4 separate regions of the Mus musculus genome follow, and regions 1, 3 and 4 are each linked to region 2. The links are chromatin contacts, called in public Micro-C and promoter capture Hi-C maps. All regions are on one chromosome and are shown on one strand. Each heading gives the region's core, a stretch centred on a gene start, on an enhancer-like site or on the middle of the called end of the contact. The rest is flanking DNA. Distances are from core to core; before and after follow the strand shown. Region 1 overlaps Igsf3 (immunoglobulin superfamily, member 3). Region 2 holds the start of Atp1a1 (ATPase, Na+/K+ transporting, alpha 1 polypeptide). Region 3 holds the start of Mab21l3 (mab-21-like 3). Region 4 holds the start of Igsf3 (immunoglobulin superfamily, member 3).

What was found. Promoter capture Hi-C pulls out the DNA fragments that hold promoters and counts their contacts. A called contact is a pair of places that touch in the nucleus more often than the background predicts.
Region 1: a contact with region 2 is called in a Micro-C map of embryonic stem cells, with 2.3 times the contacts expected there. The contact joins the enhancer-like site here to the promoter of Atp1a1 in region 2. A contact is called at or near these places in 1 of 484 Hi-C or Micro-C datasets (embryonic stem cells), 1 of 115 datasets of contacts at active chromatin or transcription factors (pancreatic cancer cells) and 1 of 9 other capture datasets (adipose tissue).
Region 3: a contact with region 2 is called in a promoter capture Hi-C map of liver, with 2.9 times the contacts expected there. The contact joins the promoter of Mab21l3 here to the promoter of Atp1a1 in region 2. A contact is called at or near these places in 19 of 39 promoter capture datasets (the 3T3-L1 cell line, 3T3-L1-derived adipocytes, the HPC-7 cell line and 11 more), 2 of 484 Hi-C or Micro-C datasets (both in embryonic stem cells), 8 of 115 datasets of contacts at active chromatin or transcription factors (bone marrow-derived macrophages, embryonic basal ganglia, embryonic forebrain and 4 more) and 2 of 9 other capture datasets (adipose tissue and pancreatic islet).
Region 4: a contact with region 2 is called in a Micro-C map of embryonic stem cells, with 2.0 times the contacts expected there. The contact joins the promoter of Igsf3 here to the promoter of Atp1a1 in region 2. A contact is called at or near these places in 3 of 39 promoter capture datasets (hippocampal neurons and liver), 9 of 484 Hi-C or Micro-C datasets (CD4 T cells, the HL-1 cell line, Sertoli cells and 5 more) and 2 of 115 datasets of contacts at active chromatin or transcription factors (memory CD8 T cells and pancreatic cancer cells).

What each region holds. Positions count from the first base shown.
Region 1 is chr3:101,406,094-101,413,356 of GRCm38.p6, reverse strand. The region is part of intron 2 of Igsf3 (immunoglobulin superfamily, member 3); the gene reads right to left. Among named protein-coding and RNA genes, the nearest start is that of Igsf3, 33 kb to the right of the region's middle. Within about 2 kb of position 4,191, at least 49 of the 459 cell types and tissues checked have an H3K27ac peak or open chromatin away from gene starts, as enhancers often do. A contact at or near this core is called in embryonic stem cells, where this site is marked.
Region 2 is chr3:101,600,222-101,606,932 of GRCm38.p6, reverse strand. It overlaps Atp1a1 (ATPase, Na+/K+ transporting, alpha 1 polypeptide), which reads left to right and starts at 2,226. Exons shown (of 23, transcript NM_144900.2): 1 at 2,226-2,530. The coding sequence starts at 2,519.
Region 3 is chr3:101,834,738-101,841,701 of GRCm38.p6, reverse strand. It overlaps Mab21l3 (mab-21-like 3), which reads left to right and starts at 5,479. Exons shown (of 7, transcript NM_172295.4): 1 at 5,479-5,781; 2 at 6,438-6,708. The coding sequence starts at 6,460. Gm33381 (a long non-coding RNA gene) reads right to left here. Exons shown (of 3, transcript XR_003954538.1): 3 at 6,283-6,899.
Region 4 is chr3:101,374,287-101,380,892 of GRCm38.p6, reverse strand. It overlaps Igsf3 (immunoglobulin superfamily, member 3), which reads right to left and starts at 3,768. Exons shown (of 11, transcript NM_207205.2): 1 at 3,691-3,768; 2 at 2,401-3,087. The coding sequence starts at 2,443.

The DNA.
Region 1 (7,263 bases), core at 2,942-5,441, 200 kb after region 2:
AAACTTTCAATTCCATGTTGATCCCCTCTGAGCTTTCTAACACATCCCTGTTGTTGACATCTCCCAGTCGGATGCCTCCAGGCAGCATTAGCAGATGCCAGAGCCCAGATTCAGATCACCCTTCCAGGACAGAGAGAGAACACCTGAATAGAAGATGCGCCCCACCCCCTTGCCGGGCACACCTTTAATTCCAGCACTTGGGAGGCAGAGGCAGGCAAATTTCTGAGTTCGAGGCCAGCCTGGTCTACAGAGTGAGTTCCAGGTTAGCCAGGGCTACACAGAGAAACCCTGTCTCGAAAAAAAAGTAAAACAAACTCAAAAACCAAAAACCAAAAACAAAACAAACAAACAAAAAAAACCAAAGAATATGCCCCCCCCCCCCGCCCCGCAATCCTGAGAAGGCAGAAGCTGAAGCGTTTATGAGCGGGCTTCCTCTGACAGGCCAAGGATGGGACACACACCACAGAGCTCTTTCTAAACCCCTGCAACATCGCAGGATTTGAGCTGTGAACATCTGCAGCACGCAGATGACCCAGCAGTGAGGGTTCAAAACCTCCACCCACCATGATGTAGATTCGGCTCCCCAACGTGCACCCTCCTATTTCAGAGTAGCTTAAGCCTTCTCTAGAAGACACAAAAGGCTGGTGCAAGCCACCCTTGCCAGGGTTCTGTTTGTTCTTGGTGGTGGTAGTTTTTCTGTTTGTTTTGCTGGGAGTGGGGCTTGTTTTTGTTTTTGTTTTTTTTTTAGATAGGATATAAACCAGACTGGCCTCCAGCTCACAGAAATCAGCCTGCCTCAGTAGCCTAGCCGGCCTCCTCAGTGTTGCCCAGAAAGGAGTGAGCCCTGCGGCTACATCCTGAAAGCCTGACTAGGGAAATGAGGGAACAAATAAAAGACAAATTCAGATACAACAAAGCTGAGATAGGCTGCGCATGGCGCTCTGTGGGGAGACATACCAACAGCGACTCAAACTCACAGGTTTAACTCTGAATTGAGTGCACAGATTTCTACAGTGAGTAGGAGGCAGGATTAGCTAATCTCGGTAGGGGGTGTCTGCAAGGGCAAGTCTCAGGCTGTAAACATCCCAGAGGAAGAAACTGCAGGGAGATTATCTGTAAACAAGGTCAGAAGGTCAGTAGCTGTCCTGGGACCAGGAGGCTTTGCCATGGGTCTAGGGGATTGGGGGCTGGAAGCGGGGAGGGGGGGGTCCTTCCCATGGCTGTGCTCAGGTCCAAACACATCCTTTCAAGATTTCACCCACTTCCTAGAGGAATACCCTGCCTCACCCAGCTAAGGTTTTCCCCAGGAAAAGCAGGACCTGAGGACCTATCATTCCAGGCACCATCCAAATTACTCTAGCACTTCCGTGCCTCCTCACGGAAACTCAACAAGTACTGTGTGGAAAGTGTGGCTCCCACTTTACAGACTGAAGGGACTCTAGCCAGCCCAGCATGCCAAACATGGCTCTCCCCAATCCTCTGTGTGGTGGTTTGGATATGCTTGGCCCAGGGAGTGGCACTATTTGGAGGTGTGGCCTTGTTGGAGCAGGCGTGGCCTTGCTGGAGGAAGTGTATCACTGTGGGCATGGGCTTTGAAACCCTAGTCCCAGCTGCCTAGAAGCCAGTCTTGTGTTTACCTCCTGCACCATGCTTGCCTGGATGCTGCTATGCTCCCACCTTGATGATAATGGACTAAACCTCTGAACCTGTAAGCCAGCCCTAATTAAATATTGTCCCTTATAAGAGTTGCCTTGGTCATGGTGTTTCTCCACAGCAATGACACTTTAAGATACTCTGTCAGGCTAAAATCCATTAGATAACAACATTCCTAAAGCTAGCTGCCAAGGCCTACTGCCCTATTTAGTCACTTCCTTTTCCTGAGGCTGCCGATCAAGGTCCAGCTATTAAAGAATTAAAGTCCAGCAATTAAAGACCCCTTTGGCAGCCCTAATTAACAGGCCCAATTAAAAGAAAACACCTCATCCAAACACGGGGTTCCCCCTTTACCTTTATAAACTTGTCACTTGCCTATGGGCCACGGCTGAATCCAGATTGCTGTGTGAGCCCTCCCCAACTCCCACAAATACTTAGTGCCTCTTCCCTGCTGAACAAGATGCTATGTGGTCCAACTACAAGACCATCTCCTCAGTCTAGGAAGGAGAAAAGGTATATAAATGGTGCTTTGAAGAACACATCTTAGACTAAATGAGGAGTCCTTCCCAAAAAGGGTGCAGAGTCAAAAGCAGCCCGCAGAGGGGGTGGGGTAAGTAGGAATGGGAAGAGTCAAAAAGGCCTCACAGAAGGGTTGCTATTTCCACACAGGGACACGGGATCTCAAGGTAGCCTAGAGATAAAGAAACCACACTGTGGACCTGGAGGTACAGAGAACAATGGCTTGTATTGTTGAGTGGCAGGTATACACAGGCTTAGAGGAAAACCATGAAGCAGCAGGGCATAGCAGCCAGATCTAGGGGCCCAGGACGCTGGCTGGTGAGCTGCAGCCTGTGCACAGGAGAGGACCACTGAGGAGGAACTCAGGGGGTGGGGGTTGGGGGGCACTTCAAAGGAATGATCAAGTCTAGAGTTGCTGGGGTCTCAGAGCAGTCAGGGCTGGAATGGGGGGAGGGGGAGGGGGCAGTTTGCAGGGGAGATGTGACAGAAGTGTGGTCAGGAGGCAGGAGTCATAGGGATGTCTTGAGAGCCTTCAGGAACTCCTCCCAGGTTTTGAGTGACTGCTGCAGGGAAGAGATCCACCGGGCCTTGCAGCTCTAAAAACCATCATCTGCAGTCAGCACTCAGCAAGGCAGAAGGAGAAGAGACAAGTCACAGAGCTGACAGGAGGGCAAGCACTCTGACAGCAGGTGCCTTCACAGGCCACAATAACCTGCCCATCGACTGCAGGAGGATGCCAGAAGACAGCCAATTCAAGGCCACTTTAAAATACCTGCCATCCATCCCCTCACGGTCCCTACCAGCTGCATACCCTGAAGCTCCCACAGAGCTTGGCTGGCCACAAAGGTCAAGACAGAGGAAGAGTCAGTCACCAAGGCAGGGCCTGTTCCTGGAAAGCAGTGCACTCCAAATTTACACATTCAACCAAGAAAGTGCTCACAGAGAGGAGGCATTCATATTGGAAAATAACCCTGGCAGGAGGGAGGGGGTGGCCTCAGTGGCAGGCCATGCGCTTACTCTAGGGGAGAGGACTGGATTCCATCTCCAGCAGCATATACACACCATGCCAAACGGGGCGAGGGAGAGAAAACAATCCCACGAATGACTGACAGCTGTAAAGACTGACACTCTGACGGGGCTGCACGTCTGAAATGCTTTTTTTTTCTTTTTTTCTTTTTTTTTTTTTTGAGAACCAAAACTCAGAACCCCCAGAGAGGAGCTCTTTTGTGTACAGCAAGGTAAGATAGGGATCTGAGGAGGGGGCCAGCACCCCGAGGCGGCAACAAGGCAGACTGCTATCGGGCAGTGCGCGAGAGATAGCATTTAAGCAGCATCTCCAACATAACCGCCACCTAAGGCTTCAGCGTTCATAACGAGCAGCCCGGGGGCGGGGTGGGGGGCAGCACAGAGCAGTGAATGGGTATGTGCATCCGAAGGGTAAGTTCAATTCTCCTCTCAGTCCTTTCTCCAGACTTAGGAGAGACACCAAAGAAAGTCTGGCTCTAGCAGGTAAAAAAAAAAAAAAAAAAAAAAAGAGAGATTATGCCCATTAATTGTTTCTGACCTTGTCTGGCAGGATTAGCTGGCCATACCTGTACAGCCACAGGGCTCAACCCCAGTGCATGGGGGAAGCAGGCCAAGCCCAGGAAAATGAAAGGCCACCCGCGAGGGACAGCCAAGGCCACGGACAGAAGCGGCTTTGGAGAAGTTCACAAGTGTGTTTACTGGGTATTTGATTTACCTGCCAAGGCGAAATTCCAGGAGAGAGAGAGAGAGAGCGCCTGGGACCCGTGTAGAGTTTCCCTGCTGCCGCAGTCCCTGCCAGGCTCATTGTAAAGTAATGAATTTTGTGGACGCTTGCAGAGAAAAATAGCTTCAAATGCTATGGATCGATGGTGCGCACTGCAGAAACACAGCTCTCGGCTTCCTCGAGCTACTTTTGGGTATTGCCCAGAGTTCAATGGCGATCTGTCCTTTGAAGGCCAGCTAAGAAGTCAGCCCCGGGCCTAGGCAGGGCACACAGTCCCACAATCCAGCTACTGTGGATGCCCAAGGCGCAAGCATTCCTCTCATAGCTGAATCGAGCGTTTCCCTCCTCTTCCAGGATATTGGTTGGGGGAGGAGCCTCACAGAATGTCACAATCTACCACATACTATTCCACCGGGGTTCCTTTGAGTGTGAGGACATTGTGTGTTGCAGGGGTGGAGATGTGACATTATACGTTACTTTCTAGGGATGAATTCTCTGTATACCTATTTTTTTTTTAAAAAAAAAAAAAAAAAAGGAACATAGATAATCCTTAAAAATCTCATCTGAGCTCCAAGACTGTTAATTCCAAGAACTGTGCAATTCAAAGCACCTGTGTTTCCTAACTTACACACTCCTCTCTGCCAGAAAAAAGACTCTCCCTTACGTGATGGGAGGGGGACGTGCAGACTCATGGTCTCGGGATCAAAACAACTCTGAGAAACCACAGAGAGCCAGATGAAGAACAGCGTGGAAGGCTCTGACTGGAGTTAGAAGCCGCAACACTTAGAACTGCAGGTTTGGGAACGGCTGGGCAGAATCCAGAGCTGAGATATCCCTGAGCCTGCAGCCTCTGCCTTCTCTGAAGATGGGTAGCCTGGTCTGGAGGGGATGCCTATGGCCCTGGCAAGGCTTCCATGCTAGGGGGGCTGAAGCCAAAGGCTCAAGATGGGCTCAGCTCAGCTGTGGGCAGTTGACGAAAGAGTTAACACTGGTGGAGGGCATACACAGAACCCAGATGTGGGGAGCGTTCGGACTTAATCCAGACCTGATTACATTTTGGTTTTGTTTTTGGTTTTTGGTTTTTGGTTTTGTTTTGTTTTTGTTTTTTTGAGGCAGGGTCCCACTATGCTGCTCCTTGGAACACACTGTGAACCTGGCTGGCCTTAATCTCAGAGAGATCCACCTGCCTCTGCCTCCCACGTGATGGGGTAAAAGGCTTGTGTCTCCCCCACCCAGCTTTCTTACACTCCTTTTAGGTAAGAACACGAGCGTGCATGCATTGCCTACTCAAAAATACATGAATAAAAATTCCAGCTAAAGTAAACCAGGGAGAGGGTAAAAATGGGCAAAAATAATTTTAAACCTTTTCTAATAAAATACTGCTTAAAAAAGAAAAACTTTGGGTAACAAAAAAAAAAAACAAAAAAGAAAGAAAAGAAAAGAAAAGAAAAGAAAAGAAAAGAAAAGAAAAGAAAAGGGAAGAAAGAAACTAGAGGTTGAGGGGGTAGCTAGAGCAAGCAGAGAAAACCCTAGAAAACAAGAGCACTGGCTGACCCAGCCCGCCTCACTTGCCCACATCAAACACCCACGTCTACCCTGGCTCGTGCCCAGGATGCCTCCTGACTTCCTCCATCCCCCACTCAGCCCCAGGTCGTCTGCTGCTTTCCTGTCTCCTGGCACCACCAAGCCTTGGCCAATGCCTTGCAGGTTCCTCTACTTCTACCATGCAATGAGGCAGCTCCCCTGGTCACGCCATTTCCCCACCTAAGCCAAGGGTATGCTTCTCAACGAGCCCGCTTCCTCACACAGCTGACTGGTGACAGACACTGATTCCTGGCCAGCCAGAGAGGTGGGCCCCGTGCAGTCTGACGAGCTAGGATCCTAGCAGAAGTCACACGCTGGGACTTCAAGTCTAGATATACAGCTATACGATTTCTGCAGGCAATTTCTAGGATGCTCATCTGGAGCCCGGAGCTGCCATGCATATTCTGGCTCTAAGTCCACCATACTCTGAAGAAGCCTGAGCCAGCCCCGGACTCCTGTTCCCAGGGTCCCCAGATCTGTCTGCAACCTGAGCCAGAACCAGCTCATGAAAGCCACTAAGGCTTAAGGCAGTGGTGGCGCACGCCTTAATCCCAGCACTTGGGAGGCAGAGGCAGGTGGATTTCTGAGGTCAGCCTGGTCTACAGAGTGAGTTCCAGGACAGCCAGGGCTACGCAGAGAAACCCTGTGTTGAAAACAAAACAAAACAAAACAAAAGGTAACTAAGAAGGTCTTCCTTCTGCCTCTAAGCAGGGGATGCTCCATCACTCATTCTGTCTTACTGGACTCAAGACCTAGAGACACAGTTCTAGACACTAGATAAATTCTCTACCTCAGCTTGCTCTGCCTGCACCCCAGACAGTCCTTCCTTGTGGCTTCCCCTTGCTCTCTTTCTAGCCCCCCGGGAGTCAGTTAAGTTCTCCCCTCCCTGACCTCACTTAAGAATGGGCCCTACCTCTACTCATTCCTAACACCTGGTAGCCAGCCCTGGCCATCCTTCTCCCTCTGTCACAGCCTGGCCACCTCCCGGGCGCCTGCACCTGGGGCTGTCTCAGCCACTTTCCAGAACATCACCCTTTCCAACTCCCCACACACACAGAGAAAAAAAGACTTTTTTATTTCCCACCCACAGTGTTCCAGAAACGACTTAAGGCAACGGCTCACACATCAAGAATGCTCCTCTTCAAACACTATAATGCCCATCCTTTGGACGCATTGAACCATAGACCCATCATTGCAAGAATTAAATGAATACCTGCCCATGGAGTCTTTGGCCTGCATCCACAACAGGATGGGGAACTCAAAGCACTTGAAGTCCTTCACCTGGGACAAGGCCTGTTCTCCATGCTTTGGGTAGTTAACAATTTAAAGCCCTTCTGTTTACTCTGCTAGGAAACGGCCTGCACTTCCTCCCCTAGGAAGTCCTCCAGGGCTGTGAGTCCACACTACACTGAAATTTCTCCCCACACCTACTCACTGTGTTGAAGAAGGCCACCAACACACAGAGCCTTATCTTACCTCATCCCATGTCCCCTCTGTGCCCCAGGAGGTCAGTGCCCAATAGAAATGCTTTTGGGATGAATCACCAGCCTTTCTTCTGCAGCCCCAAGCCCAGTACACCAGCAGTACAAACAACAGCACTCCTTGTCTCAGGTCCTCCCTGCAGGCAACCTATCAAACCACACCCTGTCCAGTCCCCAGAGCCCAGTCCCTGGGAAGGAGCCCTCCCCCAGCTAGCTCTACCTTTCTCTGTGTCGCAAGTCTACCCTGCTATCCACATGTCATGATCGCTTCTTTCC
Region 2 (6,711 bases), core at 977-3,476:
GGAAGGTGTACCTCGTATACCTAAGACCTCCACACTTCTATCTTAACCGTGCCTTGATTTTACTTGGTTCTGGTGTTTCGTTTGTTTTGTTTTGTTTTTCTTTTGTTTTTGTTGATGGTTTTTAAGACAGGATTTCACTATGTATCCCTGGCTGTCCTGGAACTTGCTCTATAGACCAGGCTGGCCTCGAACTCAGAGATCTGCCTGCTTCTACCTTCTGAGTGCTGGGATTAAAGGCATGCACCACCATCACCTTTACTTGGTTCTCTACCCATATCCACAACTCTCCACTTCAACAAGGCAGAGTCTTTCCATCTCTTTTTCCATGGGGAGTTGGTTCTATGTTCAGACACCAAAGTATGAAGTTCAAAGATAGTTTAAGTTTCCAAATTCAAAGCAACCCACACAACACACACACACAAAATGGGGGACAGTTTTGCTGCTCCATTTGGAGCCATGTAAGAACTCCAGGACAGGTTAAAAACTATTGTATGAAGTCAAGAGCAAAATACAGGGTTTAATTAGACGTCCATACTTATTTTGCCCTTTCTCCATCCTTGAACACAACTAGAAACCCAGGGTCTCCTGAGAGGCTGTCAGCACCCCAAGCTGCAAGGAAGCAGCTGTGGAGATAAAGCAGCGTCTTGACCTATCAGACTTATCTTGATGAGTGAGTGGATGAGTAAGGAGGACCACAGCCCAAGCATGTGCTTTCTGTATTTTAGTTGTTGTGTTTTCCCATTTAGATCAGAGCCTATAGGCAATTCATCTTAAAGTAAGGTCTTCAGCAAGCAAAGCCTGCTGCACAGTGGCAGTGATCTGCCATGCACAGGAATGCACTTTCTTAAGTCTAGCTAACACTCTGTGACCTCCAGTTGAACTAACAGGGCTGGTACTGGTACTCTGGATTTGAAGGGTCTTTCCCCAGAATCGTGATTTTAAATTTTGCTTATAGTTTCCTCTTCTCTCTAAGCCCCAAACTGATTTAATCAAGTTCTGTAGATCACTGGAAGAGATAAAGGCTGCCTTCTGCTATAAGCAACAGTTGTATAAGCAACCGTTGTTTCTAAGAAGTACTGAGAATTGCTCTATGGAGGAACTGATAACACAGTGCCTAGATGTTTGGGTGTTTCTCCTTCCCTTACCCTCTGCCCACCCCCACCTATTTTTTGCAAGCTCTACATCCTACAAAGCATTGACACTTGAAGTTGATAGGTCTATATCTAAGAAGTTAGTGTTTTCCTTACTTCTAGGTATTTTCAGAGATGGAAATCGAGTTTCTCTTCTGAATCCTAAGCTTTCCCAGACTGCTTGCTTTCCTGAGATTGGTAAGAACAACAACAAATACTTTGTTGTTTCTGATGTTAAGTTTCAGCCATCACAGCGCCTGCTTAGCCACTGAAACTAGAAGCCCCGCCCTGCAACTCTGCCAGGCCAAGAGTGGGATGCGACTGGCTGGAAGTGAGTCTGATGAGACCCTCAAGGTAACCACGGATGCTGTGGATGCTGTTCTTCAAAATGCTTGAGCCACCTCTTTTACTAAAGATGGGTGTTCTTTTGGGTTTTAGGTTTCTCTGCCATAAAAAGGAGAAACTCTCCAACAAACAGTTTAATCCCCCCTCCTCTTTTGCAAGATTTCATTCATACAGTGCTGTGAATGAATTTCTTACTGACTTTTTTTTTTTATATAGTCATTTGGGGGTCATAAGGGAAGGGAAATGTAAGTGATGCGCGCACGCGCGCGTGTGTATATGTCCTGAAGCATTTCTCTAGTGGTGGAGTGAGAGGACCCCAGGACGAAGGAATCAAAGGGAAAGCACCATCCGCCGCCGCCGAAGGATGCCGGCCTGGATTCTGCAGAGAGGAATCCCTCGGAGTCGTGCAGCTGCTGTCCAACCCCGGCCCCTCGAGACCCCAGAAAAGCTACGCTGAGCAAGTAGACTAGCCCCGACTGCGCCGCACCCACTGTGGACCTTCCGCACCCTACTCCGCAGGCTGCTCACTCAAGTCCCCAGTGTTCTGCAGGCGGGAGCGCTCCGTAGCCCTTGAGAGACCCAGACACCCGCGTCCTGGGCACCGGCGCCCTCCTGCCGGGAGCCCAGGGCAGGCAGTCGCTAGCGCGGTCTGGGCCCGGCTGGGAGGGGTTAGAGGCGGAGGCGGAGCTAGCTGGAGCCGGTGTCAGGTTGCTCCGGTAACGGTGACGTGCACGCGTGGGCGGAGCCATCACGCAGGTTGCATATTTTAGGAAGTGAGGAGGAGGCACGGGCTCGAGCTGCGGCTGGGTCTGGGGCGCGGAGCCTCGGCGGGAGGAGGCGGACACGTGGCAGCGGCGGCAGCAGCGGCGGCAGCAGCGGCGGCCTCGGTCCGGGGCGCCGGCCGTCCTCCCTCTTTCCTCCCGCGGCAGCCCTAGTTCCCGCCTCTCGGCTCCCCCGGCTCCGCTCTCCCGGCCGGGAGCTGCTCTCTTCTCTTTCTAGTCTCCAGCAACAGGACCCGGCGCGGGGCCCGCAGCGCCGCCACCATGGGGAAGGGGGTGAGTGTCTGGCGAGCCCGGGCCCCGGGCGGGGGCGCGGGAGGAAGCGGCTTAGAGACCGGGCTCTCGGCAATGGAGGGGCGGGTGCTGAGCGCGGGCAGCGGCCCGGGAGGAGGAGCACCCGGGGCGGCATCTCTGAGCCGGGCGCCTGCCCTGCCTGAGCCCTCTGGTCGCCTTCACCGCGCGCCTTGCGCTTCCTTTCTCCCTCCTCCCACCGTGCCCAGGGGAAGGAGCGCTCCTCCCCTTCCCCCGGGGAGCTCCGACAGGGCCCCCTCGCGGTGGCGGTCCTCGCCGCGGCCCGGCGCCGGCGAGGGCAGCCTCCGGGTCGAGACTCCCTTCTCCTGGAGGCGCTGGGGCTCGGCCAGCTCCCCGCAGAGGCGACCGCCCTCCCCCAAAGGAAAAAAACTGGCTTCCCCTTAGGCCGAACCAGCCCAGCGAAGCTGGTGCCAGAAAGGGTGTGACTTCACAGCCCAAAGATAGCCTTTAAGGTATACTTTTGAGAGCTTTAAAATGGGCCACTGTCCATAACAGGATGTGCCTTTGGTAACTGGTGTTATCGTCTTAACGACGGGGAGGGGTGTGTTGTTTTATGTCGGAGCACAATTCTTAAATGGGGCCAGGCTGACCCTTCAGGGCCGCAGGGTACTGTCAATCTAACAAAGGACTGGAGACTGGGCAGTTGATGGTGTTAGAAAAGCCATGCGGGTTTCCTGCACTGCTGTCTCACCCGAGAGCGGTTCCCGAAGAGAATGAGGGAATCGGGCACGAACAACACTGAGTTCCCACCTCGGTTACTGCTGTCCACCTCGGAAGAGTTAGTTCTTGACCTCAAAGTAGCAGATTAAAAACTTAAAAAAATAACCCTGAAAATATCAGTTCCTAGCTTGAAAAAGCACCAGTCATGAGAATACAGGTGGGAGAGTCCATTCCACCCTTTTCAGGGCTGACCAAGCAGACAAGCTGTAGACACTGCAGGTCCTAAGGCACCCGGGTATATACTGGATGGAGCCAGAGGGAAGCACATTCTTTGGAGACTTGAAAGAGATGATTATAAGACGTGGGCCAGGAAGAGAGAATAGAGACCCCGATAGTGCCCAGTGTGGGCTGGTCGGCGTATGCAGCATCCTAGCAAAGAACTGATTCCCTCCTGGCCTCCACTTTCCACGATGGAAACCGGATCTATGTGTCACACCATCCTACATGCCATCCAAGCCGTTCCTATAAACCATTTATTCCTTAAAGCCCCATCTTTTATCTCCTATCCCTTCGAAAAGTATCTTTGTCATTTGGAGACCTTGAGCGGCTTTTAGGAAGTTCAAAGCCTAGGAAGGTGAAGTGACTTGTTCAAGGTCAAACGGTTGTTTAGTGGCAACAGGTGCTGAACAACCTGTTGCTCTCAGCTTACACATAACATCTGCCTCTGAAGCATCATTTTGTGTGCAGAACTCTGAAGTTATCCTCCAGAAGAAATTGGGGTGTTTATAATAATAAATAATCCAGGAGGACGTTTAAGTCAGAGTTATGCCTTTAGGCCTAGGACAGAGGCACTCAAGTGCTACAATAACAGTTCAACTGAGAATTTAGTTAAGTTCAACCGAAGTGTTTAATGTACCCTAACAGGTGTCTAGTGAACTTAGTATTTGGAGTACTCTATTCTATACATTGGATATTAGGTTGCCTGTGTGCATTCATGTATGAGTGCATGTCTTTCTCTGTGGCTTACAATGGCAAACTGGTCAGAGGAATATTTCATACTGAAATGTTGGGATTTTTCCACATGAGGATTAAAATGTGGGTGGAGCGATGACTAAAACCCTCTTGATAATTGGTTAACCAAGAAGCTTAAAGGCAGCTAATTTTTAAGGTCATTGTGATCTTTCCCCCACCCCCCACCCCTTTTCTCAAGTGTCATCTAGGGTCTAGATGTGGGTGATATCTCCAAATGATTCTTCCTAGCTATCAAAACTGGGGTCTTGAACATTTGGTAAGAAAAATGAAAGTCCAGCTTGCTGAATCATTCCTGGATAAAATAGGATTTTGTTCCTTTTTTCTTATTCAGTGTTTTCTGCCAGTGACTCGGCTTATAGCCTCATAAGGCCTACCACCCACAACTGTTTAGCTCACCCAAGGTGCACATCATAATTGTTAGAAATGTAGGAGCCTTGGCTTGTTTGTTAAACGTTTATAAAAGGTGGGAGAAGGGAGCGTCTCTCTAGCCTTTCATTTCAGTCCTGGGTTTGGTTTACTATTAACTTAGATGCTGAGAAAAGAAATCCTATCTTATGGGTAGTGATTTAAAGACCAGGCAGGGAAAGAGGTGACACAAGGTACACATGTCAGCAGGAATCTTGGTTGTAGGGTAACATTATCAGCTGCCCTTTTGGAGCTAAACTCGAAAGTGTGACTAAATACCCACTGGCTGCTATAAAGCTAGTACTTTAGACTCAAAACCCTGTGAGGCAGAGTCTTCCCAATGGAAAGTGGCCCAGCCTGGACAGGAACAAGTAAGGGGCGCTGACACTGGGGCTGGTCCTGGAAGTCCAGGAAAACAGAAAATAGGCTGTGAGGTTGTTTCCACCTTGTAAGATTGAAACAGTTCCCTGCCTGGAAGGTTATCAGCACTCACACACCCCCACCCCCTATTATAAGGCTGGCCGCTGGCTGTTTGTTAATTTGTAGCGTTCTCTGCTGGCAAGTTTGTAACAATGGTGACTCACCTTGGGGTGGAAGAATAAGAAACCGGGAGGCTGCTCTTTTTAAACCCAAGATGATAGAAAACACCCCCCACCCCACCCCACCCCCCAAAAAAGCTTTATAAAGGTCTAGTAGGGTGTTTATCCAGTTGAGGACTAAAACTTAGAATCACATTTAAGAATAAAGAGCAGGCCCAGTGTTAGAGAAGAGACTTGGCACTCGCACTGATCCATCCCTGAACTCTTCAAAACCAACGCCTGAGGATTACTTAGCAACAAGTGCACGGAGAAGTGACTTCTCTTCTCCACAGACTGTTCTTTTAGGAGTACCTCAATAATGAGAGGGAACCATTAACTAAACAGCCCTGAAGGACTCTGTATGAAAAGCTAAGTTAAAGTATTGCTTCATTTGAAGACAAGCAGGTTTCTTGAAAAAGCACAGCCTGGGAGCTCTGGTTTCTGGTCTGGCCAGATGTACAGTCCTCGCCCTGAGAGCAAGTAGAGTCATCTGTGTGCTGTGTGGAGTGAGTGCCATACCAGTGTGCCGGGGCTTCCTAAGTCATCAGGGCTGGGGGACACAGATCTGCGTAAGCGCTGCTCTCCAGGCCCTTTCAAAGCTGTGTAACAGTTTTCCTTCCCCTGAGAAATATTAACGATAGGGAAATATTGAGAAGTCCTGTTAACTGCTCCTCAAAAGGAAGTATTCATTGGCATGACTGAGCACTGTATCACTGTCCAACAAGCAAATCCAATCAGCAGCATCTTAGACTTTCCGTCAACATTCACGTTTCAAGTGAAGACTTTCACCGTGATCAGTGGTCATTTTTAACTTCTTAAAAGTGTCATAGGGAAAACCGGCAGTTTCTCAGCTAAGAACACTGGTGCCTGGGGGGGGGGGGGGTGCGGAGGGGGGCTGCCAGCCAACAGACCTGAAGAAGAAATCCGAGTGTCAGATCAGATGGGCTCCCAGTAATCAGAGTGGCTGGGTTTGCATAACAAAGCACTGGGCAGACTTTCACCAGCCCTGTCTAATTCTAGATTACTCTGAGACTAGGGCTAGGGGGTACTAATGTGAAGTAAAGGGAATGTTATAATGCAACAGGCTTTAAACACTCCTTCCTTTATATGTGTATTTGGGGTGGGGACTAACAAGCAGAGTCGGGTCTGAACATTCTCACTTTGCCTTGAATTGAGAGTATGAGAGGAAGTGTGTTCTTTGGCTGGAGTCAGAGAGAGTGTTCTCTGCATATGACTCACCTCATTAGCCGTGCTGAAATCTGGTGTCGGGAATCCATAAGACATTCTTAACATGTATTTGTTGGGTGTATGGGATAGCAGATTCTGTGAATTAGAAAAGAGGAAACCACACACACACACACACACACACACACACACTTTCACCCTGATTTGGTTTCATTTGGGTCCTGAGCCAAAGGGATTTTTTTTTTTTAATCCAATAGACCTCATTCTTTAGTTGCTTTGTGATTT
Region 3 (6,964 bases), core at 4,230-6,729, 230 kb before region 2:
TCAGACACACCAGAAGAGGGCATCAGATCCTATTACAGATGGTTGTGAGCCACCATGTGGTTGCTGGGATTTGAATTCAGGACCTCTGGAAGAGCAGTCAGTGCTCTTAACCGCTGAGCCACCTCTCTGGCCCCTTAGTACGTTCTTAATTGGGATACTTGAATAGTCTGATTTCAAGCCACTGTATCAAAATACTGGACTCTGGATAATTTTTAAAGGAAGTTGTTAAATTCTGGTGCTGGAGGTTCCAGAACATATTAGTCCCTTATTTTTGGCCTTATCCTTTGATTGAGGACTCTCAGACTCCTCAGATAGCATCATAATAATTGCAAGGTGGGACACAAAGCCAGAGTATGAAGAGGAGCCAGGCTTGCTCTTCTGTAAAAACTCACTCATGAAAACCAACCCAAGATGCTATGAGAACGACATAAATCCAGCCAAGGACAGTCAGAGTTCCCTAAGACAATGACCTACTAGTAGTGTCCATCTCTTCAGGGCTCTATACTTGCTCTCAGCATCAGGATACTGGGGACCATGCTGCTAATGCGTGAGCTTCAATACGCAAGTCCTGGAGATGCACCTGCCCCTTCCTGTACCATTGCTGAGCACCTGAGCTCAGGAGTCTTATTTACGAAGTACTTACTAAGTCTTCTGAAGACAGATGGTAGAGGGCAAGAGGCCCTCTGGGGGTCGGGTGGTTCAGCCAGTTTCCTGTGACCAAAGGGAGAAGATAAACTTGCCCTCTGATGCTTGTGGGGGTGGGGAAAGTAACAGAAACATGTTTCAGAAAAGTAAGACACTGGGGCGGGCTGTGCATAGAACCTGATCAGTGGTAGAATGCTTCCCTAGCACAGGTGAGGCCAACCTAGGGTCAAGGAGAGGAAAGCAAGACACAAAGTATCCAAAGATGTTGGCTGAAAGACTGCAGTCTGGGCTTCGGGCAACTGATGATTGATAGGTGGGTGGGTGGAGCCCCTAAGATGCACTTGGCTAGCTCCGACAAACACAAGTGAGTTCTTCCACAGAGAGCTCCGCTCTTCCTGGGCTGCTGTCGAACACCACAGGGTGGGCTAGCTAAACAGCGAAAGTGATTCTTCTCTGAGAATTTTTTCCTGTGCACACACACCTGTTGAGCATGCTGTCCCTTTGACAATGAATGATGCCAGCGCTATTGGATTGTCACTCCTGAGAAATCTTTGTTTAACCCAAAGTCACAGGGCTTGCCCTGCCTTTCCTTCTACAAGCATTAGGGTTTGTGTTTTTCCTGAGGTCTGTGAGCCATGCCCAATCTGTCTTTTAAAAAAGGCTGACTTCCTTTCCTGTAGTGGATTCATCGCTCACACCACCCATCTCACCGCCATTTGTTGATCATTCCACCTGTTGAATATCTTTTCTTCAGTGGGCTTGGTTTTATTTATTCTTTGCCAAAGATTAAATGGCCATATTTGCATAAATCTATGACGGGAAACTTTTATCCCCATTATATCCTCATGTTGGTCTCTGTAGAGTAAGCAATCAGACAGATTTGTCATGGTTCATAAGCAACAATGGGTGGGGTAGTGAGGAGAGGGCTTTCCTCTGCATGTCCAAGAGCTGAAATTACGGATTCCATCAGCCAGGTGTTTCCTCCTGACTCAGGCATCCCAGAAACTGGGCTGAGCAGGTCAGCCGTTACCAGACTGAGTCAGAAAAAAAAGGAGCAAAAAGCTGCCTGCTTCCTGAGGTGCCTGCTTCCTCTGAGGTGCTCGCCTCACCCTCTCACTTTCTCTGGTGATAGCAACTTAACAATATCCAGCCTCAGGTGACTGGGGTGGCATTAGGAAGAGTTTTGGATGAAAATACAATGTTCTCCCCCCCCCAAAAAAATAGACAGAGAGATTTGATTTGCAAATAAAATGTTATCCAAGCCATAACAAGAGCTTCACGGCTTTGATGGCTGTCCTCTGTGGAAAAAGTCTCTGGGCTGATTTCTGGGCTCAGTCCACCGAATGAGGAAAATATAGTAGTGATCTTGTACCTAGATGGACACGGATCTGGGAAATGTGTCTGCCCCAGCGTACACCGAATCACTTTTCATACTTCCTCTCTTTTTAAACAATTAATTTTTTAAAAAATTATATGAATGTAGGTATGCACTGGTATGAGTGCAGTGCCTAAGGAGTCCAGAAGAGGGCGATAGATCTCCGGGAGCTGGAATTATAGGCAGCTGTAAGCTGTTGAATCTAGGTGCCCCAGACCAAACCAGACCAAACCCAGGTCCTCTATAAGCGATATGGACTCTCAACTGCTGGGCAATCTCTCCGGCTGGACCTTGCAGCCTGGCTTTTCCCACTCTCGCTGACCTCCAGCTGTGTATGGGACAGAGCCATTACTGTTAAGTAAGCATCCGATTTCTTTTTTGTGAGGGTGCTGCTCTTTCTGGAGCTGGGATGATCGCAGTAGCTAGGAAACAGTATACTGTTCTTCAGACGGCCAGACGAAGCGGTGGCTTTCATAGAAACAGGACTCTGGGCTCCTAGCGCGTTTTCATTGGGCTGTTTTTCAGCATTCCTGTCAGCATTAGCCTGTGAAAGGTGGCTTCCCTCAGGTGCAGACACATATCCTGTTGCTTTGCTCCTTCTGGGTTGAAGTCAGCTGTGTGTGTGTGTGTGTGTGTGTGTGTGTGTGTGTGTGTGTGTGTGTGTGTGTTCTTGTGAATGTGGAGGTCAGAGATCAGCCTCAGGTATAGTTCCTTAGAATTCCTCCACTCTGTTTTTTCAGACAGGGGTGTCTCACTGGCCTGGCGCTCCCTGGATAGGCTAGGTTGGCTGAGCAGCAAGCCTTAGGCATCCGCCTTTCTCCATCTCCTCAGTACTAGCTTGGACCACTATATTTGGCATTTTACATAGGTTCTGGGATTCAAACTTAAACCCCCATCCTTGAGCATGTACTTTACTGACTGAGCCATGCCTCCTGTCCTGGGTATATGCTCCTGAAATCATCCCTAGGTCTCATCTTATTCTCTTTCCACATGGTCTACTCTTACTTTAGATTCTGCCCACCCACACAAGTGTGTGAGTCTGGAAACCTTTGCTTCTGAACCCAGACAAAATGTCAAATGACCTCAGCACAAGAGGAAAAGACACAGCTTTTTGGTGGAACTGTGACAAATGACTCATTAAGTGATCCGGTGCAACAGAAAGATGGGAGAGTGACCCCACACATTACAGGAAGGCCCTCTGCCTTCGGCGAATAAAGCAGGTTGCAAAAGAAATCTTTATTCACCTGATGTGATTGTCGTCTCCGAGGTTTGCTGCCTCTGTCTGTCAACCTAGGCCGAGTCCCGGAAGCTTCTAGCCTCTCTTCAATCTAATCTAGGCCTCTGAGAGTTACTGCTGAATAAGCTTCCTGGGGTCTGGATGGCTTGTTCAACTCAGCTGTTCTGGCTCAAATTCCTCTCCAAAAATGACGGATTCAATCTGACTTCTCTGAGCCTCTACCTGAATTCTTCTGTTTGGCCTCATCACTCAATTAAACATCACTTTCAAGATGGGTGCTTCATGCCTCAGAGTGAATATTAGGTTTGACTTAAGGTTTTTGAAAACCTTGAACTGGCTCAGTTAATAAGCTTCTTGTTTCAAAATCATGAAGGCATGAATTCAGATCCCCAGGGCCCATGTGAAAACCTGGGTGCAGAGGCAAATGCCTGGGATCCAGCAATGGGAGGCAGGGCCCAGAAGGCCTGGAAGCAAGGGACAAAGTTCCTGAGACAGTGAATGACTCTGTCTCACAGAAAAGGTAGAAAGTACTTGAGGGGGCTGGTGAGATGGCTCAGTGGGTAAGAGCACCCGACTGCTCTTCCGAAGGTCCGGAGTTCAAATCCCAGCAACCACATGGTGGCTCACAACCATCCGTAACAAGATCTGACTCCCTCTTCTGGAGTATCTGAAGACAGCTACAGTGTACTTACATATAATAAATAAATAAATCTTTAAAAAAAAAAAAAAAAAAAAAAAAAGAAAGTACTTGAGGACTGACATCCAAGCTTGTCCTCTGACCTCTGTGTGCACACACAAGACTATAAATAAAATGTTGTGAATACTTTGGAAAGCAGACATTAAACATGTTATTGGTCCTCCAAATCTATTACATTTATCTATCTATTATTTCTATGTATGTGTGGATGCACACACGAGGCAGTTCACTCTTTCCTTCTACCATATGGGTCCTGGGAGGTGGGGAGAAATCGAACCCAGGTCCTCCGGCTCGGTGGCAGATGCTTATCTCTGCTGAGCCATCTCACCTGCCTGGTCCTTACAGATTGAATTGGGCTAAAGCTGGTTTCCATTTTTCAAACTGGCATGTTATAAAAAAAATGAGGATTTCTATTTCCTGAGGACGGAGGAAAGCCTGAGTTAACTAGGTCCCTCTTGGTGGCCTGGCACAGTGCTTCAGGCACACCCTTACCCAACAGACATTCGCTGACCTGTTGTCCCATTAACTAGAGATCTGTGTCTGCCGGTAAAGCCTGTTTTCCTCAGCCTGTCTGATAGGAGCTGCCAGAGCCTTCATCTGTGCCATAGCCCTGTGCTGTGGAACCTTACCAGTGCACTAGGAACCAGGCCATGCTACTCTAAGCTGTGTTCACACAACACACCAATCTTCAGATGTGGCTCTCCTGGGAATACATCTACAGGCAGCTGCCCTGAGTTCACAGTGCCTTTCCTTCTCTGGGTTCCTCCTATAGTTCAATTATTCAGAATTCCCTCTCCATACCTGGCAAGTATCTTTCCATCTTGGAGCAAGAGAAGTTTCCAGATACAACACTTGAATCTGTAGTACTGAGTGACTGAGACGGGACGGTGTTAGAGCAAGAATAGTGAAGGTGTGGGCATTTAATTCCAGAAACCCGGGGCAACTTTATTGTTATTGGGAAAGACCCTGCCGTAGGACAGGGACTATGCAGTAGTGATTCCAGCAAAAGCAGAAGTTAGGGTGAAAATAAAAGTATGTGTGTGGGGAAGGGAGTGAGTGTGGGGGTGGGGAGACTTCAGCAGAGTTGAAAGCAACATGGAAAGAGAATTCCCAAAGGCAGATTAGGGGGTAGAGCTTCTTGTTTCACTAGTGAAAAGCTGATGTGGTAGATTCGGAATGATGACTATAGTAACAGCAGTCAAGGGACAGAGATTCCCTTACCATTTCAGAGCATGTGCCGTAAAGAGAAGGGGATTTCCAGGACACGGAAAAGCAGGTGGAAAGTCAAGGCAGTCAGCGTGGAGGGGGATTCTGGGGACCTTTGTGGATCCTCAGTTTTTCAGGACTGGTATAAGACCTGGGATTGGCAGATGAAGCCTGGAGAAGGCCGCCCCAGCGCCTGGAGGAGGGAGGTGGGTGGGGTCTGATGTGGCTCTCCTTGGAGCTGTCTGGGAGGATATGCAAATTTGGGGCCGCGGGAGAGAGTGGAAGGGCTGGATTGGCTGCGGTTGAGCATTGAGGAGGCTGGCTTGGAGAGCTGCCTGTTTGAAAGCCTTGCTCAGACATGAACTGGACTGCCAGCTCTGTTGTCTGTCAGTCTTTCGGATCAAAGACGGTGATACTCACGAGCTTTAGGGAGATAAGGCTGCTGGGATATTTTCCCTCCTGGAGTAAAACTAGGCCCAACCAGTCAGACTGGGAACTTATTGTCGGTTTTCTAGGATGAGTTTTACTGGTAAAACTAGATGTGTCCTAGACTCTTAAGGGGCCTGTTTATACTGAGTATATTTTGAATGCCAACGTCCAAGTGGGAAATCACATTCTAAGGTCAGCAGGTGAGAGGCAGGACTCTCTGCCCTACTTTTCTCTGCGTGTATCTACCTGTTTGTATCTCTCTCTCTCTCTCTCTCTCTCTCTCTCTCTCTCTCTCTCTCTGTGTGTGTGTGTGTGTGTGTGTGTGTGTGTGAGAGAGAGAGAGAGGGGGGGGGGCAAGCTTGCCTCTGTATACACAAGTGTCTCTGTGAGTTCATGTATGTGTCTGTATTAGTGTGTGAGCGTGTGAGCTTACCTCTATATACACAAGTGTCTCTGTGAATGCATGTGGTGTGTGTGTGTGTGCCTGTGTCTGTGTGTGACTATGCGAGCATGTAAGCTTGCCTCTCTATACACAAGTGTCCCTGTGAGCTCAGGCTTTTCTAAATGTCACTCCTGGCCCTCATCTGATTGGCAAGCCTTGTGCCGGGCATGATGAAAAACCAGGCGGCTTGTTTGCAATTTCTTATTTGTTTATGGTAAGGAAGTAAATCAATTGCAGAATTTTCAGGAGTGGAGGGCCAAGGGATATTTACTGTCAACAAGGTAAGGACGGGGAGATGTAAGGTACTGGGCACCAAGGTGCACCTGGTGCCAGGACAACAGGATAAAGAAAAAAAAAAAAAAAACAGGATAAGTTCCAACTCGTTTTCATCACGTCTCCTTTTTAGTCTTTCTACAGTTCCCTGAAAGATGGCAGATGAATTCTTCCATGCTGGAAAGGAAAACTGCAGTGAGCAGGCAAGAAGAAGTCAAGTCTCTGGTCCACGTTCACAATTCCAGAGAAGTTTTATCCAGAGAGTAACGTTGCTGGGAAAGCTACCCACCAGATTTGTCCTCCATCGGGAAAGAAAGCAGAAGGTTGCTGCTATACTGGGGGTTGACCAAGAAGCCATGAAGTCTCTTCCAGAGGGAGACTTAGACCATTGCCTGCTGAGCAAGGTGAGCCAGGGCTGGCCTCTCCTGGGCACACCCTCTAACTCTCCATCCCATGGCCATTGATCAGAAGGAATCCCCTGCTTCTGGAGGCCATAGATGCCTCGTTCTCAGGAACTCAGGGTGGCTACCCTCAGCACCCTGAGGAGGTCCATATGGCCAGTTAATTATCTGAGCCTCAGACTTCAGACTTCTTTCTGTAAAATGAGAATCTGAGTGGGATTACTGGGATATGAGTAGCCAGGCACAGGCACGGTGACAG
Region 4 (6,606 bases), core at 2,519-5,018, 230 kb after region 2:
ATAAAAGCCTGTTTTATTGAACCAAACTCCAGACACTGGCAGAGGAAGGGAGCAGAAATGCACAAGCCTGCCGGTCACATACATCTCACAGATTCACCCAGTGGCCCTCCTCCCAGGGTCACAAGATTTTCTACCTCGGATTTGCAGTCTCTGGAAGGTCATTTCCTCTACCTGCCTTCTTTCCACAGCACTTAGACCGACTCAACTTTTAAAGTTTTATTCCAGGTATGTGATCCACATGGGTTCAAAACCTTGGATTCTTTATTACTGTTTCAAACTCACACTACGCATTAATTCACATCACACAGCAGGAATGCTAACTACATGAATCAGACCATGCCAGGCGGCTACCAGACAGGAGTGTGTTTTTGTTCTCTCCCTAAACGTGCTGTGCTTCTTCCAGGTTAAGACTACTAGTACAAGGCAGGCCTCCCAAACCATGCAGTCTCAGCTCTCAGATGATAGGCCGGGAGCTTGAGAGTCCCTCAGAGGGGCTCAGAATGGGGTAGGCATTAGTGTGTCTGTCCAGGGTTCCAAATCTCTCCACTGTCACACAGATCTGGCCTTCTACCCCAGGAACCCTTTCCAGTCACCTGGAGACTTAGCTTCCTCCAGGGCCTCTCTAGGGTGGGTGGGATGGGGTAGAGGGAAAATGACTGCATTCACTGTATGCCAGGGTTCCAGCTCCCCTCCACAGAGGGACCTGGAGAGGGGAGAGCAGGGAGACCAGCAGGCAGCCTCACATTTCCTCAACAGCCAAAAAGGGAAAAAAAGAAAGAAAGAAAAGAAACAAAAGGCACAAATGTCATAGTTCCCTGTCTTCCCATTGGTGGCTCCTTCTGCCCGGAGCCCCACCCTCAATCACACAGCCAAGCCTGGGAAGTGCGGTGCGGGGGTGGGGCTTTCCCAGTTTGTGTCCTTTTCAATCTCCATGAATCACCAACTGCTGATTCAAGCTGAGACACTGTGACAAATACTGTACAACACATATAAATATAGTCTCATAAAGAGGCTGGCCAAGAGAAGCCTGGCTCCTAACTTCCTTCACCTGAGCACACAGGAGACATGGAGATTCTGCCACCTAACAACAGGACAAACCGACTAACTGCACAGCCAGCCACACACGTGTGCCTGTGCATATGTGCTGGGCAGGGAAGGGCTGCCACTAATGAACTCACAACCCAGGGAATTTGGATTCACTGCTCTGAGGTGGTTGCCAAAGATTTTTTTAAGATGCCTTAAAGATACCAACCTGTGCCTAAGTGTGAGCACCTCCGAATGAGCGCACTGGTTGGAGTTTCAAACATGTTGCGAAGCAATCAAGATTTTTTTTTTCTTTTTTTTCTTTTTTAGGATAGTTTACATCCCTTAAATGCAGACTTGGGATGTCTTACTGGGACTCACATGTGAATCAAGATGAAGCTGAGATGGGAATTCAAGACTAAAGTCCATCCTCATTCCGGATGCCTGTTAACTTTTATAAGGGTGCAGATAATTCAGAGACAACCTCCACGGATAAATCCTGTAAGTGCAAGAAACCTAGAATGGAGACGCGAGCGACCAGCTGCAGGAACTTCTCTGAATGCAGAGAAGGGGGGGTGTGTGTCCATTCTTGAGGTCTGAGGTGAGAAGGCACCAGGTGCCAGCTATGGAGTTTAGGAGAAACCAGAGCATTGGAAAATACATAGTGGAGATTGCTCAACATCATACCAGGAAGAGACCAGGGGATGGCGGCCTGCAGAGAGGACTGGGGGCTCACTTCTGAGACCACGGTTTCTCCCTCCTACTTGGGGACTTCAGCCTTCTTTCTCTGAGGGCATGAAAACCGATCCTAACACAACCCCTGGCCAGGCAGCACCCTGCCTTCAGCTTCACCTCCCACAAGGACTATGAGCTGGACTTCCTTGGTGAGGAGACACAGAACCAGTGTCTTCAATACACACTTAGCCTACAGACTTCTTAGGGAAAACAAAGCAGCCCTTCAGCCCCCATCCCACCCACTCCCACCTTTCCCCTCCAAAAACAACAACAAAAAAAAAGCACCATTATTCATGAAAGCACAGTTCCCAATATGTTGTAACTTCCCTGGAACCTATGCAGACACACACAAAAGTAAAGACACTGGAAGCCCTCAATCCACACAGCAACCCTAAGCCACAGCCTTGCAAGTGAGGGGCTTTAACCCAAAGGCCCTGGACAGCTTAAAGACAACCAGTATGCCACCGTTCTTGATGGGTCGGAAACAAACAGACCCTCTTGGTACTTTAATCCACTCTGTCACACTCTGGCTAACCCCCTCTGCCTCCCAAAATGCTGTGTTGATGGGAGAGAACCACAAGGAATTAGCAATGAGATCGGGTTAAACTTTCACAGCTATAGAACTGATAAGCAGTCACTTACCCAGCACAGCCAGACAGCTCAACACTGGGAAAAAGCACTTCATGTCGGCGGCAGCGGCAGCAGGAAAAGGACACTGCACAGGGCACCGTGCTTTTCCCACCGCCTAATCTCTCATTACTGCCAATCCACTTATAGCTCCAGGGAACAGTTTGGAAACAGAACTTCACAGGGAAAATGAGAGCCAGTCAAAGACAGAGTAGTCAGAAGGAGGGAGTTGGGGGCAGGGGAGGGGAGTGGCGTGGCGTGTGCAATAGAGTCCTCTATGCCTAAGGCAGGGGCCAGAGCAATTCCGAAGGCGCTCAAGGTTTCTGCCACATTGTATATGCCTTGCAGACTCCACCGGAACTATGGATTCTGGTGGATTAATCCTCGAGGAAAACGGGAGGAAAGAGTCTGAGAAAATCCTTTCATGCGCTGATTATACAGAAATGTCCTTGGCTTCGCAGTGAAGGTGTCTGAGATCGCTCATTCGGATCCCCCAAAGGGAACCAGGCAGGTTTTGTCAAAACCCAAGACAGCCAAAACACCCGGATTGGTAAAGACACTTCGGATTTCTTCATCAAAAAGTCCATCTCCATCCATAGTGAGAGGTCACGGTACCGTCACCTGCCCCAGAACCTCCCAGGGCACACGAAGTAAGCTGGCATTTGATAGCTCGAGAGTGGTCCCACAAAAGCCCGCAGATTCCTAAAACAAACACAACAGACATTTATCTAAGGCCAACACAACCGCCGCAAAACCGAGAGAGGCCAAAGCACCCGACTGGCCAGCCGAGCCACCTGGGTCCCTTCCCTGGGCGAGGGCAGCCCATGTGTGCATCCTGACCTTGTACAAATCTTACCTTCCGTTCCCCACGCCTCAGTTTCCCCGCCCAGAGCAGGGCAATTATGATTGTTCTCAAAACACTTTCACCAAATGCCTCTCTCACTCGCGGGCTTTTCCCGTCACGGTTTACGGAGCGGGGCGCGGCAGGCAGCCCCACCCTCGGCAGCGCGGGTCGCCACGGGGCTGGCGCGGGGCCGCGACTCGGGGCGCCGACCGTGGGAGCCGGGGCGCGCCGCGTCCCAGGTGGCCCGCTATTGTTTTACCTCCCCGGCGGTTGAGTCTGAGACACTGGCAAAGAAAAGGGTCCGAAAAGGGGCTCGGGGCTCCGCTTGCGGCAAGCTGAGCCCGCCCGGCGCGATCCGGCTCCGACGGAGAAAGGGGCTTGGGCCCGGGGCGGGACGCCGATCGCCACGCCACAGTCCCCGCGCCCCCAACCCGGATCCGCGCCCGCCCGCCCGCGCTCACCTCGCCCGGGGCCCCGCAGCTCCCAGCAACCGAACGCTCGCCGGTCCTGTGTCCCGCACGCCTCCCAAGACGCACGGCTTCCTCCTCGCCTCCCGCAGCGGCTCAGGCCGTCCTGCTCCCGCCCCGCCCCAGGCCCCGCCCTCCAGCTCCGGCCTGGCCCGCAGCTCCCCGCGAGGCGAGCAAGGGCGAAGGCGGTGGCCTCACGGGGACACGCCCCCGGAACGCCCCGCCCACCGCCCCGGCGCTCTCTGGCTGCACCCGCACGCAGCTGCGGACCACCTGGGATGAGCTGATGGAAAGTTAACCTGGGGTTCGCGCCCCAAGGGCCCCTCCCAAAGCCCAGGCTCCCGGGGACGCGTCTTTCGCCCGGTAAACAATAGCAAAACGCTTCGCTGGAGACTTGAGTCTATTTCTATAACAAACCTCCACATTGTGCTTCACTCTAGCATAATCTGGACCCCAGAGACAGCCTAGGTTCATAGCCTTAGCTTCTGTGTTGCTTAACCTCTCTGTGCCTCAGTCTGCTCATCTGTCACAAAGAGTAAATAAGCTCTGCTTAATAGGGTTGTGTGAGGTGTCCACGTCATTCTTGTAAAGCACTTAGCGGAATGCCTCATATGTCAAAAGCACTCAGTTACAAATGAACTGTCATTAGTTTCTTAACAGTGCTATCCATGCAAGTGGCACCATACTTACTCAATATTATCAAACACAAGGAGCTAAAAACGACTCGTTACAGGAGCAGGTTGGATCGTACTGCCCTTGCAGACTTGTGATCTACTTGGGAACACTAACAGTAGGCCATACATAAATGGTGTGGAATGAACCCATTCCAACACTGTGTTCCTGGGGTGAAGTGCTGGGCTGGGTAAGGCCCAGGAAGCCTTGTCCTAGAGAAAACGGAGTATAAAACCACGGAACAAGGGAGGAGGGGTACAGAGGACAATGATAGGCCCTGGAAACATAACTTTATATGCCCAGAGAAGAAAGATTCAGTACCTATGAGAAAAAGCCCTGTGGGACCCTAACTAGACTGGAGGAAAGACTGACAGGAAGAGTTATAACAAAAAATCGGAAGGGGGGGGGAGGGCTGGGCTTTAAGCTTACGCCCAGGAGAAAGCCCCTGAATGGTTTGAGTAAGGACCTGTAGCAATCAGAGCTCCATTTTAGAAAAAGCACTTGACCTAGGATTGGAGGGTGGGTGGGAGAGTTTTCCCGGAATATTAAAGATGTTGTGGTGGATCATGGCTGAAAAATCCAGGAAATAGAAGTAACCACACAGGCAGCTATGGGAACAGAGAGGCCCTGGCAATCAGGGGGTGGGCTCCATGGAATGTCTAGGTGGGTGTGAGAGAGGCTCAGTGTCTGAGATCAGGATTCAGAGACGGAAGGATGAAGGTTGGAGTTTGAGGGGTCCAAGCCCTTTATCTGACTGACAGCCATGTCCAAAGACGCCACCAGTGGATTTCAGAGCTCAGAGAGGGGCTTACAAAGTGTTTTCATCCTATTGGACGGAGTGACAGCAGACCACTGTACTGAAAGAATGCGTTGATGGGCTGGGAAGATGGCTTGTTTGCTAAAGCGCCTGCCATGGAATCGTGAGGGCCTGAGTTTGGTTCTCAGAATCCATGTTAAAAACAAAACAGAAGAAAAATGTGTCTGATACTTGAGGGACCATGCCTGAGGTTGTTGTCCTCTGGGTTTTCCACACTTGGGCATTTAGATGGACACATATCCATACACAAAATGAATATACTGATAACTCACTCATCCCCCCCCCCCCAATTCAATACCTCTATTGTACAAGACAATGAAGATCTTGCCACAGTGGAGGCCCAGATAACTGTGAAGTCTTTATCTGTCCTTTCCCCTCCCCCATGGCTGTAAATTTCTTGAAGGCAGTCTGCCCCGTAATTATCCTGTATCCCCAAACAACTTTTGGAATTTGATCTGCATATGTAATTGAACTATAAATATTGCCTATCATATCAAATTGAATATTTATCACATATTTAAAGTATTGTATTTTTAAAAATCTCTTGTATGTTACATATTCCCTCTTTACCCCAAGACAACAGTGGTCCTGGTGTCTCTCAGCTCTTCCCTACTGGATCTCTGTGTTTATTTCCTAAACATCGATGTGTGAAGCAATGTCTCTGTTCTCTTAGTACCTTCTTGTGAGAAACACAGACAATGAAACAAGTAAATATATAACACAATGACATGTGTTCTAAAGAAAGTAAGGTGACGGAATAGTGTGTGTGTGTGTGTGTGTGTGTGTGTGTGTGTCTAGTGGGTGAGGTGGGGAGAGGAGTTCTATTCTAGGTGGGATGGTGAAGGAGGATTTCTCAGAGAGGTATTAGAACAGAAACCTGTTTTAGAGTCAGGGAGGAGGAGAAAATGGCAAGGTCTGAAGGAAGAGTCCCAGCTGGAGGAGACAGCATGTGCTAGGCCAGCTAACCTGTTCTGAAATTAAAAGTATTTCTAACATAGCATGAAGAAGAATTGGGAGGAGTGGGATCTGAGAAGCCCAGAGAGAACACAGACCCTAAGACCTTGCGGTCTGGGAAGCACTTCAGGTCATGGGCTACTGAGAAAGGTTAGCCATGGGAACAGAAGAGGAAGGGAGATGACAGGCAGAGGCCTCTGACATGATGCAGGTGAGTTAGGTGAGCGTCAGAGCTTGGCTAAGGGTAGTACATGTGAAAGCTGTAACGGATGGCTGGAGTCTGGGAGCCTCTCAATTGCACTCTCTAAAGAACTGAACATGGAGAGGAGAGAGATGGGGGAGGGAGGGGAGAGAGAGAGAGAGAGAGAGAGAGAGAGAGAGAAGGAGGGAAGGAGGGAGAGAGAGAGAGAGATCAAGGAACCTTCCATATCAGCCAGCTTTAGAGCTCTCTGGCCCTATCAAGCTGC